Regions from separate parts of the Mus musculus genome. Here region 1 is linked to region 2. Evidence: chromatin contacts called from public HiChIP or PLAC-seq data. All regions are on one chromosome and are shown on one strand. The core of a region is the stretch at or near the end of the contact, and the rest is flanking DNA. Distances in the headings are between cores, read along the strand shown.

Evidence for each region. HiChIP or PLAC-seq counts read pairs in DNA pulled down with a chosen protein or histone mark.
Region 1: a contact with region 2 is called in an H3K4me3 HiChIP or PLAC-seq map of the SCID.adh cell line, with 4 times the contacts expected there. The contact joins the promoter of Chchd10 here to the enhancer-like site in region 2. A contact is called at or near these places in 13 of 39 promoter capture datasets (the 3T3-L1 cell line, the C10 cell line, the HPC-7 cell line and 9 more), 3 of 484 Hi-C or Micro-C datasets (CD4 T cells, the G1E-ER4 cell line and muscle stem cells), 6 of 115 datasets of contacts at active chromatin or transcription factors (the SCID.adh cell line, bone marrow-derived macrophages, embryonic stem cells and 2 more) and 2 of 9 other capture datasets (adipose tissue and liver).

Annotation. Positions count from the first base shown.
Region 1 is chr10:75,929,606-75,936,149 of GRCm38.p6, reverse strand. It overlaps Chchd10 (coiled-coil-helix-coiled-coil-helix domain containing 10), which reads right to left and starts at 3,020. Exons shown (of 5, transcript NM_175329.4): 1 at 2,652-3,020; 2 at 146-735. The coding sequence starts at 186. Mmp11 (matrix metallopeptidase 11) reads left to right here and starts at 3,648. Exons shown (of 8, transcript NM_008606.3): 1 at 3,648-3,816. The coding sequence starts at 3,697.
Region 2 is chr10:75,529,468-75,535,789 of GRCm38.p6, reverse strand. Snrpd3 (small nuclear ribonucleoprotein D3) reads right to left here. Exons shown (of 4, transcript NM_026095.4): 3 at 3,421-3,613; 4 at 350-529. The coding sequence ends at 468. Among named protein-coding and RNA genes, the nearest start is that of Snrpd3, 15 kb to the right of the region's middle. Within about 2 kb of position 5,024, at least 53 of the 459 cell types and tissues checked have an H3K27ac peak or open chromatin away from gene starts, as enhancers often do. A contact at or near this core is called in the G1E-ER4 cell line, the SCID.adh cell line and bone marrow-derived macrophages, where this site is marked.

The DNA.
Region 1 (6,544 bases), core at 1,771-4,270, 400 kb before region 2:
CACGCTTCTGCGTCCCCGTCCTCCCACCCCACCCCCCAGCCAACATGGCGCAGCAGACTCCAAGGTCATTCTGCGGACGCCCTTGGGAGAGCACCCACGTTTCCCTCACCCGACCCCACGGGGTCCCTGTCGCTCTCTCTCTCACCTGACCGGCCTGGCAGCCGCACTGCGGCTTCCCCGAGGCATGACTGCGGTGGGATCAAGTTGGAGCTGAGTAAGAAGCGTGGACCGTAGCAGCCGCTCGCTCAGTGCCGGGCAACTAACACGGCAGCGTCCTTAGAGTCAGGTGAAATGGGCGGGATCTGGGGCGGGGCCTCTGATCCACGCCCTCCAAATGGGAGGGGCCAAAGCTCGCCCTTCCATTAACCTCCTGGATTTAGGGCTCCGGAGCTATCCCAGTGCAGGGCGGAGCTACGCGAGTCCTGGGGACACCGGTCAGCTTTGGAAAGCCCAAGGCTTAGTTAGGCACGGGGCAGCGAGGGCAGGTCTTTCTGTCAGAACTCAAGCAATGCAATAGGGGTTTGCCACGAGCCCAGGAGGAAAGAAAGAGACACATAGACCGCCAGCGGAGAAGCGAATGGAGACTGCAGGCCAGGTTGTGTTCTCTGAGACCCATCACAAGACAGAGTTTGAAAATAACCATCCCAGGATCACCAAAGGCCCTTCCCTGTCCTCTGGAACTCGGTTTTCACAGACTTTTCCTCAGAGACCTTGGCTGGGATCATGCCATAACCTCTGGAGAGAGAAAAAAAAAAAAAAGGTTAAAAGAGCACACACCTGTAACCCCAGAACTTGGGGGGGGGGCAGGTATAGGTAGGTGCATCTTGTGTGTTCGAGGCCAGCCTGGTCTACAGACTGAGTTCCAGGGCTACACAGAACTGTCTCCCACAAAACAAAACAAAATAAAACAAATAATAATAACCTTTGGCCAGAGTAGAAAGGGCACAGGGGGCCTTGAGTTCTTTCTCCTCTTCTTTCAGTGTTTATTTTACTGTGACAACAGAGATCACTTGGCACAAACAATTCAAATGCCTCAGCAACAGGGGTCAAAACTATTCAGGACCATGCATTGCCCATTCAGGTGTCCCAAACCTGGTTTCTTTAAGCAGCCTCTGTAGCAGGCCTCTTTCATTAAGACTTCAGCTTTCCTCCCAAGTGGAATCACCACCCATCTGCAGGATAGACTTTTTGGTGAGGTGAGTAGGTAAAAGACAAGCCACTCTTTCCTTTAAAAAAATGCCAGACTCAGGCTAGAGAGGTGGCTTAACTGTTAAGAGCACTGACTGGGGCTGGAGAGAGATGGTTCAGTGGTTATGAGAGCTGTCTGCTCTTCCAGAGGTCCTGAGTTCAATTCCCAGCAACTACATGGTGGCTCACAACTGTCTATAATGAGATCTGATGCCCTCTTCTAGTGTGTCTGAAGGCAGCGACAATGTACCCACATACACGAAATAAATAAATACATCTTTTAAAAAAGGGGGGGCAGGGGGCTGGCGAGATGGCTCAGTGGTTAAGAGTGCCGACTGCTCTTCTGAAGGTCCCGAGTTCAAATCCCAGCAACCACATGGTGGCTCACAACCATCCATAACGAAATCTGATGCCCTCTTCTTGAGTGTCTGAAGACAGCTACAGTGTACTTACATATAATAAATAAATAAATCTTTTAAAAAAATGTGCTGTTGTAGAAAATTAAAAAAAAAAAGGGGGGGGCAGGCTTGAGCAGACCCCACTGGCTTATCTATTTGGCCTCTGCTTACCTTGTATCCAGTAGGCAAGTGGTAACATTCTTCCAGCTTCAACCCCTTCTGTGGGCCTCCGTGGCTAGCCCACCTTCCAGATCCTCTACTAAGTGTGGTAATGTGGGGTAATGGGGCAGGTTGGGGGGTAAGGGGGTGGGAAGTGGAGGGTGGGGGGGGTGGGGGGTCTGGCTGATAAGCTGCAAGTTCCTCAGAAAATAGTCGTGCATCCCTGGCAACACTGAAGGCTGTTTAGGTTGCACAAATAAATGTTTTAGGGTTTGGGGGTTCTTTTGTTGAGACAGGATCTTCATATAGCCTGGCTCACTCTGTAGAGCAGGTTGGTCTCAAACCCACAGAAATCCACTTGCTTCTGTCTCCCAAATGTCAGGATTAAAGGCATGCATCCAATGAAGAGTTTATTTTTAAAATGCTATGCATGGTGGTGCATGCCTTTAATAGAGGCAGATCTCTGAGTTCAAGGCCAGCCTACTCTACAGAGTCCCAGGATTGCCAGGGCTACACAGAGAAACCCACTCTTGGGGGTGGAGGGTAGGACTATGAATGCCTCATCCATTTTATGATTCTTTGACCAACACTGCTGAGATGAGTCTGAACCAGACCTGGAAATTCTAGCTATGATGATACATGCTTGCAGTCCTATCAGTCAGAATAGGCAAAGACAGGAATCTTGAGTTGGAGGCCTGCCTGGGCTACATGTACACATACTAGACTCTGTCAAAAAAAAGAGAGAGAGAGAGAGAGAGAGAGAGAGAGAGAGAGAGAGAGAGAGACTCTGTCATAAAAAAAAGAAAAGAGGGGTGGGTGGGAAGGGAGGAAGGACGACGGGAAGGAATGGCAGCCTTTAAAAGGTGAGGCTTTTTAAAAGATTGCAGATGGCCAAGTAAAACTTACCACTCTCTGCCCCTACTTTGCAGCAGCTCAGGGCCCCACTGGCCCACCAGAATTCAGAAGAGAGCTGAAGGCCTGGTGGAAGAGGCCTGCAGTGCCTTGTAGAGCCATTGTCATCCAAGAGGGAACACTGCACAGTTGGACACTCGCTGCAGAGATTAGAGTAGTTGAACTGTTTTCAGCACGTAGACCTCCCTCTCAGATGTGATTCTGTCCCTGTCTCAGATGGCTGAGCCTGACTGGTCAGGAAAAGCCTGTTGGCTAGTGTGCCCCCCGGCCAGGGAACAACCTGAGATTCCAGTGTCCAACTCAAACATCCCTGACCCTTTCCTCCCAGCCAACTGACCCAGTTGCCTGCTAGTAGAGAAAAAATCTGGTCCCTCCCTCCAAGATCCTCGCTGACTGCCTCTGGTCTGAAATTGTTAAGTGTGCGCATTTGCATCAGCCATTTGCATCAGCGTGTGCCAAGTGTCAGTAGAGGTCAGAAGAAGGCATCAGTTCCTAGATGGCCACCCTGTGGGTGCTAGGAACGGGAGCCAGGTTTCTCTGCAGGAGCAACAAGTGCTCCTAACCACTGATCCATCTTTCCAGACCCGTCTCTGTTTTGTTTTAAGGTGTGGGGACTGGCCAACTTCCGCCATATGCCTCAGTTTCCCCTGAGGTCACATTTCAATAGTCCGCTCCTTGCAAGAGCTATTGTACCACTTTCCTGTTAGCTAGGGCTGTTTAGATTGGGGATCTGACCACCTGCCACAGGCTAAAACAAGTCAAGCCACCATGGAGAGACCTGGCGAAGGATGAGACTTCTGAAGTGGGGCTGGAGAGCAGAATTGAGCTCTCCCCGGCTCTCACTAGTTCTAAGGGACCCAGCCCCTCCGGGCACTCCTCCCTAACTCAGACCGCTGCTGCAGGCCGGTTGAGTTTAGAACAAAAGGCAGGGGGAGGCGGGGCGGTGGGGGGTGCGGTCCCGGCGCCGGCGGGGGCGGGGCGAATGCTATAAGGGGCGGCGGCCCGGCCTGGCCCAGCAGGCCCAGCAGCCCCGGGGCGGATGGCACGGGCCGCCTGTCTCCTCCGCGCGATTTCGCGCGTCCTCCTGCTCCCGCTGCCTCTGCTGCTCCTGTTGCTGCTGCTCCTGCCGTCGCCGCTGATGGCCCGGGCCAGGCCACCGGTGAGTGCCCGCCACTCCTCCCCGAGGGAGGGCTGGGCACGCGGGCTGGGCCCACTGGCTGAGCTTGACCCACCAAGCGAGCTCCCTGGCTACCCTAGTGCAGTCTGTCCCCGAAATGCCTTCTGGGTCTCTCTGAGCGTACTATAATGAGCTTCCCGTGGTTGGCAGTGTGCAAGTGGAGCTGGTGAGACGCGTCTCTGCGCTGAACTCAGTTTGGAGACCGGCTTCTCCAGCCCCCAGCTAGGGATGCTGGAGTGTGTGTTGATAGAGGTAGCAGAGGGAGTGGATGCCAAGGCCCCTTGTTCATCACTGGAATGAAGCAAAGCAAGTCTGGGGGGAGGGGGGAGCAAAAAGGGGCAGCCTCCGGGTGTGTGGTTCCAGTAAGCACCCCTGCAAGGTGTGTACCGTGGATGGAGAATAAAGGAAGAGCTAGGAAGGAGAAAATGGGGCCCAAGTTGAGAGAGGTGCCCCAGCTTGCAGGAGACAAGTCTGGGAGTCCTGGTAGCCGACAGAAAATGCACCTGAGAGAGATAGTGTGTGCGAGCATCAGGTGCAGTCAGAATAGAAGGGAGCACCGGGGGAACAAAAGCATAAAGAAGAAGAGAAAGGAAAGGGGGTGCAAAGAGGCAAAGGGGAAGAAGAGAGATTGAGGGTTTCCCAGCCTGTGTGTCCCAATGGCTGCATCCTTCTTCCAGCTTGGTCTCTGAGGCACCTGTCAGAGTAGAGACTAAGCTGTGCTGGGGCTGGAGCTGGAACCACTACAGATCTACAATGCCCACGGGGTACCGTGCCCTCAGTAGCCAGCTAAGGCAGCCGGCCAGCTCAAGGAATGATGGATGGGAGGAAGGTATGATAGGCAGGTGTCCCAGGACAGGTCCAGCCATACCAATCCATCTGCCAGTTTTGCTGCACACTGGAAGAGAAAGGGTTTGGAAAGGGGAGTGGGTATTGTGGATCAGGACCTCCTCAAGCAAAACATGGAGTTCCCTGTTCTAGAACTCGGAGCGGAGCGCAGTCGTTAATCCCCTCCCTCCCCCCATCCGTACCCCCACCCACTCCCACCCCCGCAGAAGCCAGCGATAGAACTCATGCCTTCGAGAATTGCACTTCTCCTGACTTCTTACTAAGGGGGCAAAGCAGGAAAGAGCACCGGTACCTCCTGTTGGGCATTTAGGATAAAAGACGAGGCAAACCACACCAATGCTTGCTTGTACAGGGCTTGGGGGGGCAAGCCTGGGGTGGGATCCGAGCCGAGGATCTGTCACACTTTAGATGCGCAGAAAGGGTTGGTCACCTCTAACGCTTTTATCCCTAGACTGCCATCGGCGGGGCCAAAAGAGCTCGGTAAATATTTATTCACCCCAGCCCCCAGCTTGTGAAAAATCCACCACCTAGCAGCCAGGGAAGCTGCCCTTCCTTCTGGAGCTAGTAGGGATGGGTGGGAAGGGGTTAGGCAGAAGCACAAGGGTGGTCTGTGTATCAGTTGCGTGTATGGTTTGGGCTGTTTCCTTATCTCCTGCTCCGTTGCCTCTCACGGATACCTACTACTGACCTGTTTCATCCCCATTAGACCAAAAGCAAACTGAGGTTCAGGAAGGGACCGCTTGATCTTCCCCAGTGGTTTCCTAGTCTGGGGCTCCTTTCTTAACTACCTTCCACTAGGTTCCTCCCCATGGTCTGGGTTGGGAGTCACTCCTAGGACTGACCTTGAGGGTCTAAGATAGGCCAGGAGAATGGGTCAGCCAAGAGTCCCTTGAGTGTGCCTGAGGCTTCCTATTGGCAGCTTCCAGACCAGAGGGTGGGGCAGAGTGAGTCAGGTCCCTTACAGGGGACAGGCCAGAGGAAGGGTGCTAGCTAAGAAAGAGGGAATGCACTAGAAACATAAATGCTGCTTAGGAATGTGCATCTTGGAGATGAGCCAAGCTGGCGGGGAACGGGTAAGCTCTGAGGAGAGGCGGTAAACCCCAGCTCTTGTCTGGTTTGCTGTGCGATCCCGGGAGTCGGGGGTTGGGGGGGGTGGGGTAGTCTTTAACCTCTCTGGACTCGGATTTGTGCTCTGGGATGTTGGAGATTTAGGATAAATTTAGAATAATGACTGTTCCCCAAACTCTTACTGGCTACAGATGAGACCAGGGGTTCTCTGAGCTTACCAGTCTCCCTCATTAAATCCTAGAAGTCCCAGGAGGACTGAGAACTTGGGAAGAGGAGATTCCTAAGTGTGGGAGGCAGTGGAGGGCCTACGCGGATAGAGTCTGGGAAGGAGCTGCCCTGAGTCTGGGCTGCTGCAGGGTCTACAGGGAGTCTCTCAGCTCCTTCTTCTCCCACGGTTGACATCTGTCAGACGGAGAAGCTGAAGCCCAGTGAAGATAGTGACTTGTTGTTCAGGTCACCATGGAATAGAATTCAGCTTTCAGAAGCTCAGAGCTATTGGCAATGACCTCAATGCCTCATGGGGCGGGGAGGGATGTTGAAGGGACCATGGTGGAGATGGGAAGGGTTGTTCATGTCCATTATCTTTCCCAGTTTTACTGGGTGGCAGAGAAGAGGGCCCAAGCTGATAGGCTGGACTTTGGGGTTTTGGGGGCTGACAGCACCCTACCATTCTTTGAGAGGGTCACTGACTCCCCCTGAGAGAGTTGAGAAGAGGACTCTGTCTTGCTGGCCAGGTTGGACAGGCCCTGTGGCTGGTCATATACAACCTGGTCCACCTCTTCTTCATTGTGACACT
Region 2 (6,322 bases), core at 3,775-6,274:
ATTACTGTATTACTGATCAGAGCATGAGTCATCTTCACAGGTCAGGTTGCCTGTGTCAGGTTAGCTGGGAAAGTGCCACACTGAGTGTTCATGTAACACAGGGTTCCTCTCTTAGTTAGGCTTTTCTCCCTTCAACTAGAAAGAGGCCTGAAAAGTGCTTGCACTCTTTATCACACACTGCTGCTTGAAGAGTGCTGGCATCTCCCCAGTACATGTCCAAAGGTGTCAGATTCTAACCTGCTGCCAAAGCAAACTACAAACACGAACACACAGTTCTTATTTCCTCAAAAACAAAACAAAACAAAACAAAAAAGCCTCACACAAACCACAAAACAACCAAATTTTATTTAGCTTAACAGTTTATCAAAAGAAAATCTAAGACATATGCACATGTAATACCCCCTCCCCCCAAAACCCCTGCAATAATCAAAGAGAAGAAAGGACAACGTTCTCTTCAATGGAGAATATTATCTTCGCTTCTGGAAGATGTTCCCACGTCCCATCCCACGTCCTCTCCCTCGTGCGGCCACTGAAACAAAGAAGAAGAAGAGAGGTCAGGGGGGCTGGGATGCTCACAACAGCACCAGCTGAAGCCTGGGCATCAGTCTGGAAGAGGCCTGGAAGGCTGCCTGGACCAAATCATGCGGTGAGAAGGAAGAGGAGTGGAAGTTGGTGCTGATAACTGGTGTCATGGTGGGAGGTAGTGCCGACAGCACAGCAGTGTGAATAATAGCACAGGAATGACAAATTCTCAGAGCTATTACGGATGTATTCAATTCTGTTTGTGTGGATAAGAGGAAGGGCCATGGCATGTGACTATATACAGGACATAAGATAACCTCAAATGTTGTTCCTCACGTACCATCACTACTTTGTTTCTTTAGACAAGGTCTGTCACTGGACTGGACTTTGCCAAGTAGAATAGACTGGCTGGCTAGGAAGCCCAGGATTCTATCTTGGTCCTGTCAGTACTAGAATTACAAGCAGGTTCTACCACACATAGACTGAGCTCAGGTACACACACTGTGTGATAAGCTTGTTACCCACTGAGCTATACCAACCTGGTTCTCAATTCAGACACCTAAGTGCTAGCGTAGCATCTGTTAATTCTGGGTACTATTCTGGGTATTAGTCTTTTGAGTTTTTCTGCATGAAAAAAATGCTTAATAACAAAAACAAAATAACACTACCCATAAAGATGCACAAGACTTCCACTCTATGACCCAATGTACCTAGGAGGCTAGAAGCTCTATAGTCACTCGGGAAGTTCTGTGGACTGACAAAACGCATCTCATTCTTGTCTGTTCTTTCAGAGACTGATGGGAACTACACAACGCTCGCTGATGAGAGACGGGAGCAAGGCGCTGGGAAAGGCACAGGTGGCTCAGGGCTGTGTGCAGTCAGTGGGCCTGGGCCAACTCACTGCCCGAAGTGCACAGTAATGTGACTGGTTAAGATGGACAGTTAGCCTAACCATGACAGCAAGAGCAGCCCTCTCCGAGGCAAAGGTAACATTTTCTCTTTTTTAGCATTTTATTTGTTTGTGGTGTGTGTGTGTGTGTGTGTGTGTGTGTGTGTGTAGTGTATACGTAGAGGTCAGACAACTTCTGTTAGGCTTGTGTGACAACCGCCTTTAACACCAAGCCAACACTGGTCAAAGATTTTATTTTATTTTTATTTTTTTAGAAGTCTTAAGACAAAAGAAACCAACCAACCCCACCCCCCTCCAACCCCTAAACTATTTTGTCTTTAAGCACAGAACCTACCTCCCATATAAAACATTAACATATGCTGCTGTGGAGGACCTGGGCCTTTCACACCCTAAGATCTTTTTTCCAACACCAATGCAGTTGCTTAGGACCATGCTTTTGTGCCTAACAATGTGGCAGAATTTTTCAGAGACTCAAATGCAAGCCATAATCAGGCTAGCCTCCAAGAGCAGCTAATAAGTATCTGGGGGACAGTGTGGTCATAACTGCTGGCATGTGTCAAAGGAGGGATTTACTGTCAAGTTTAAGAAAATGTGAGGGGCTGGAGAGATGGCTCAGTGGTTAAGACCACTGTTCTTCCAGAGGTCCTGAGTTCAAGTCTCAGCAACCACATGGTGGCTCACGACCATCTGTAATTGGATCTGATGCCCTCCTCTGGTGTGTCTGAAGACAGCGACAGTGTACTCATATACATAAAGTAAATAAAATCTTAAAAAATATATATGTAAAATACAAAAGAAAGTGAGAAACAAGGGGTGGTAAGACAGTTCAGCAAGTAAAGGCGCGTGTTGCCAATCCTGCCAGCCTATGCTCAACCCCTGCAAGTTGTCCTCATCTCCACATCTGCCCCCACCCCAAATTAGCTAATTCACAATTTTAGAGAATAAACAAAAATTAACAAGATGGTGCTAATCAGAGGGCTGGGGTGCAGCTCAGCTCATAAAATGCCTGCCTGTTGAGACCCCATGTTCATCCATAAACCAGGTGGGTCTGCACAAGCTCTTGGGAGGTAGAGACAAGAGCGCTAGAAGGTCAAGGTTGTTCCAGCCTGGGTACCCGAAGCTCATATCTGTCTGGAACATGTGCAGGCATTAGAAGACAGCATGTGGTCTCTGTGCTGCTGCTGCACAACATTACTTCCCAGACACGACACGGCTGTCTACACCATGAGATCACAGCAGCTGTGGGAAGGCACAGCAGACCCTCGCCTCCCTGATACACTCTCCTACCCTCACGGCTGCTGCCTTGGGAGGTGGTAAGTACAGAGAAAGTGAATGGCTAACTGACGGGCTCCAGTGAAGCCACAAAATCCACCATGCTCCTGAGCAACCCTAATAGCTCACTGGTTTATCAAGACAGACCTGAGTGCAGTTTGTCTTCACTTGTTACCCTTTCTGTCTTGGGTGAGTAGGAAAAAAGTGTGTGTGTATGTGCACGTGCATGTCTTTTGTGTGTGTCACACATAGTTCTGGGAATGCTACCGAACATTTTCAGGCATTATCCATATCCTCACTAGACCAGAGCAAGTTGCCCAGTCTTCTTGGATAGAATTTCTGAAAAGGAGGGACCTTCACTATAGATTGTATGAGTTAGACAGTGTTCTCTCTGGTTGTCCCTCCAAAGTCTTGCTATATATACGTAGCTCAGGCTGGCCTCCAATTCACTGTATTCTTTCTGTCTCAGCCTCTTAAGTGCTGGAATTATAGGTGTGAGCCATCATACCTTGCTTGAGATTTTGGATTTTACACTAAACTCTGTGATAGGATCAAGTAAGACAAGAAAGGTAACAGGGAAAGGCCCCATTATCAATGATTTCTCAATCCTGGGGACAGATCAGGACAGGGTACAGCAGCAAGTCAGATTCACTTGTCCCCATGCAACAAAAGAAACAAGGTTAGTAGTAATTCTAAAGCCAGCCAAGGGTACCTACCTTGGGCCTTCAGGATAGCAGCTTTTCCTCTGCCGGCCCCTGAGCCTTGGTTTTTATTTTTCATGCTCTTTAACATGGGTGCATTTTTCAGCATGTCAGGCAAAATCAGAAATCGGATCTTGCTGCCACGTATATATACCTGTTCCAGCTGTGCCACTCGACCATCTCTGTATGTGACTGTGATGTTGGACATCTGGAAGGGAATCACCAGTTTATTTGTAAGATCAAAGCATTGGAGCACACAAAGCCAGAGAGCCTTAACTGGATTAAGTTTAGAATTACAGAGGCCTGACACCAGCATCAAGAAAAGAAGCAGACAATGCGGGTGAACTACCCTAGCAATGGCTGGAGCTTTCTGTACGCATCAGGGACTGTACACCTCACAGAAACGGCAGGCGGAAGTATGAGTTCTCCCATTTTTACAGATTACGATCAAACACAACCCACATCAGATCACTGACATGCTGCAACTCCAAGTTCAGATGCAGAGCCCCAGCTTACATCCTCCTGGGCCAGGCTGTGAGTGGCAGGTGATAAAGCCTTTCTTAGTTCATGTCTAAAGTGCAGCCTCATGGACCCGCTGGCACTCCAGCTGGAAAGGCATCTTCAGGGTCATACATATGCAGCAGGCATAGTTCTGACTCAGCATACATTGGGAAGGCGGGTGACTAGACTAGGACCGAGAAGTAACATGGTAGAGCCTGCTCCCAGCCTGCACAAGGAGAGGAAAACCCAAGCAGGAGCTTTCAGCATGCTTGGACTGAAGCAGCACATCTGGACAGTACTGAGGACACTTCAGAGAGCAGGCAGACCACTCAAGGGTGTGGGCGGAGAAATGCCTAACAGGGCTAAGGTAGTATTTTGGGAAGACAAATGTGCCAACATGAGTAAGCGTAGAATGAAGGGAAGGAGGAATTTGAGCCCAGTCAGGAGATCTACAGTGAACAGGAAAGTGACATAAACTTGCCAGCACCAAATCCACTACATGCCACTTTTACCACAACTGCTTAATTGCCTTCCTGTGGGCACAAAGGACTAGGCTTTATCTAGAGTGGGTAAACCATGCTGCAAAGATGTGCAGCTCCTAGATTTCTTTCTTATAAAATTTAAATCATGTATACTGTTACTGTACATTTGATATATTTCCCTACCCACTTCCCCTCCCCTTTTTTATTGCCTCTTCTCCCCACTGTTAGCCCCTTACCGCCAACAAAAACTCAACTTCTACTTTCATTTTCTACATACATACATCATTTGATGTGAGTATAAAATCTAGGAATTACAAATGAGAGAAAACAGCTATCTTTCTAAGACTGGATTAATCTGCTCACAGAGCATCTTCAGGAGCACTGTCTCCCAGGACCGGCTTCTATGCTGCCGGCCGCCTTACCCTTTGCTCCTTCTGAAGGGCCAGGTGGTTTCTGGTTGAACACCAATGTGAAAACCAAAACCAAAATCCATCAAAGCTCTGAGGCTGCCCCACTGTATCTGAGCATCAGGAATCATTTCTAGGATTGCAAACCACTGTTCCTGTTCTATATTCAAGGGCAAGAGGGCCCCGGTTTCCCACCAGCCAACTGCAGGCTTCCTATTGTCAGTTCCTTAAAATCTCAGTTTCTAAGTCCTTGCCACAGTCCCCTAGACAAGTATCAGAACCTCTGCTAGCACAAATAAGTAGTTATGGGTTAGCTTACCCAGCTGAAAAACCCAGATTCCACTCAACCCCCTCAATTCCAGGCGAATTTGTGACTCCACAGAAGCCACTGAAGTGGCTGAGGACCTTCAGTGAGAGCTGGGTCTGCCACCCTCCTCCAGGTTTAACCCTGAACACATCTTCAGAATTTTCTCAGTCTCAGTTCCCCTACTAGAGAAAACACAATATAACAACCACCAGTGTTTCCTGAGCAGGAATACAGACAGCAGGTACTGCCCCAAATGGCTGATTTTAGACCATGAAACCCTACAGGAGACACAACCTGTGAGACGCAGATCTGTTCTTGAAGGTCCATGCCTTTACTCACCCCATCCTCCTGCACAAAGTCACACTGCCTTCATGTGTTTTGTGAGTTCAAACCCAGGTCTCTCTGACTGTCTGACTCTGTACTACTCCCTACCTTGAAGTGGCACAGACTACTTTCCTGGAGCTGTTAAAAACCACAATTAAACACGGCAAAGCATGTCTAAATGGTGTCTCAACTACCTAAGATATAACAAACCCAGTAATGTCTATTTTTGAGATGTATAATCATTACGCCTCATCTTCCTCCCCACTCAGCTCTCTCCACTGTGCCTCGAAGTCTCCACAAGGCTGTCATACAGACCCAACAAGGCTTAAACTAGGTGCTTCTGCCAATGTGCCATGATGGGTTCTCAATGAATCTGACAAATACCCCAGCACCAGACTGCTATGTTCTAATGCACCCCTGTCCTGCTCCTGGACAAATGGTGACACAGTCCCAGGGAAGGCCCGCTGCAGTATGTTTATCTTAATTACATTTAAAATACTTAAAATGGGGCTGGTGAGATGGCTCAGCGGTTAAGAGCGCCGACTGCTCTTCCAAAGGTCCTGAGTTCAAATCCCAGCAACCACATGGAGGCTCACAACCATCCACAACGAAATCTGATGCCCTGTTCTGGAGTGTCTGAAGACAGCTACAGTGTACTTACATATAATAAATAAATAAATAAATAAATAAATATTTAAAAAAAAATAAATACTTAAAATGTATTTAAGTGTAGTGTGTATGTGACAGCAGAAGCTGAAGCAGTGGGGTTAAGATTCCCTGAGTGCTAGGAACCTGATATTTGTCCTCTGGAAAAGCAGCAAGTGCTCTTAACTGCTGAGCCATCTCTCCAGCTTCGAGCACTTAGGTTTTACTGAAAGTCAAGCAGGAACAGTTTA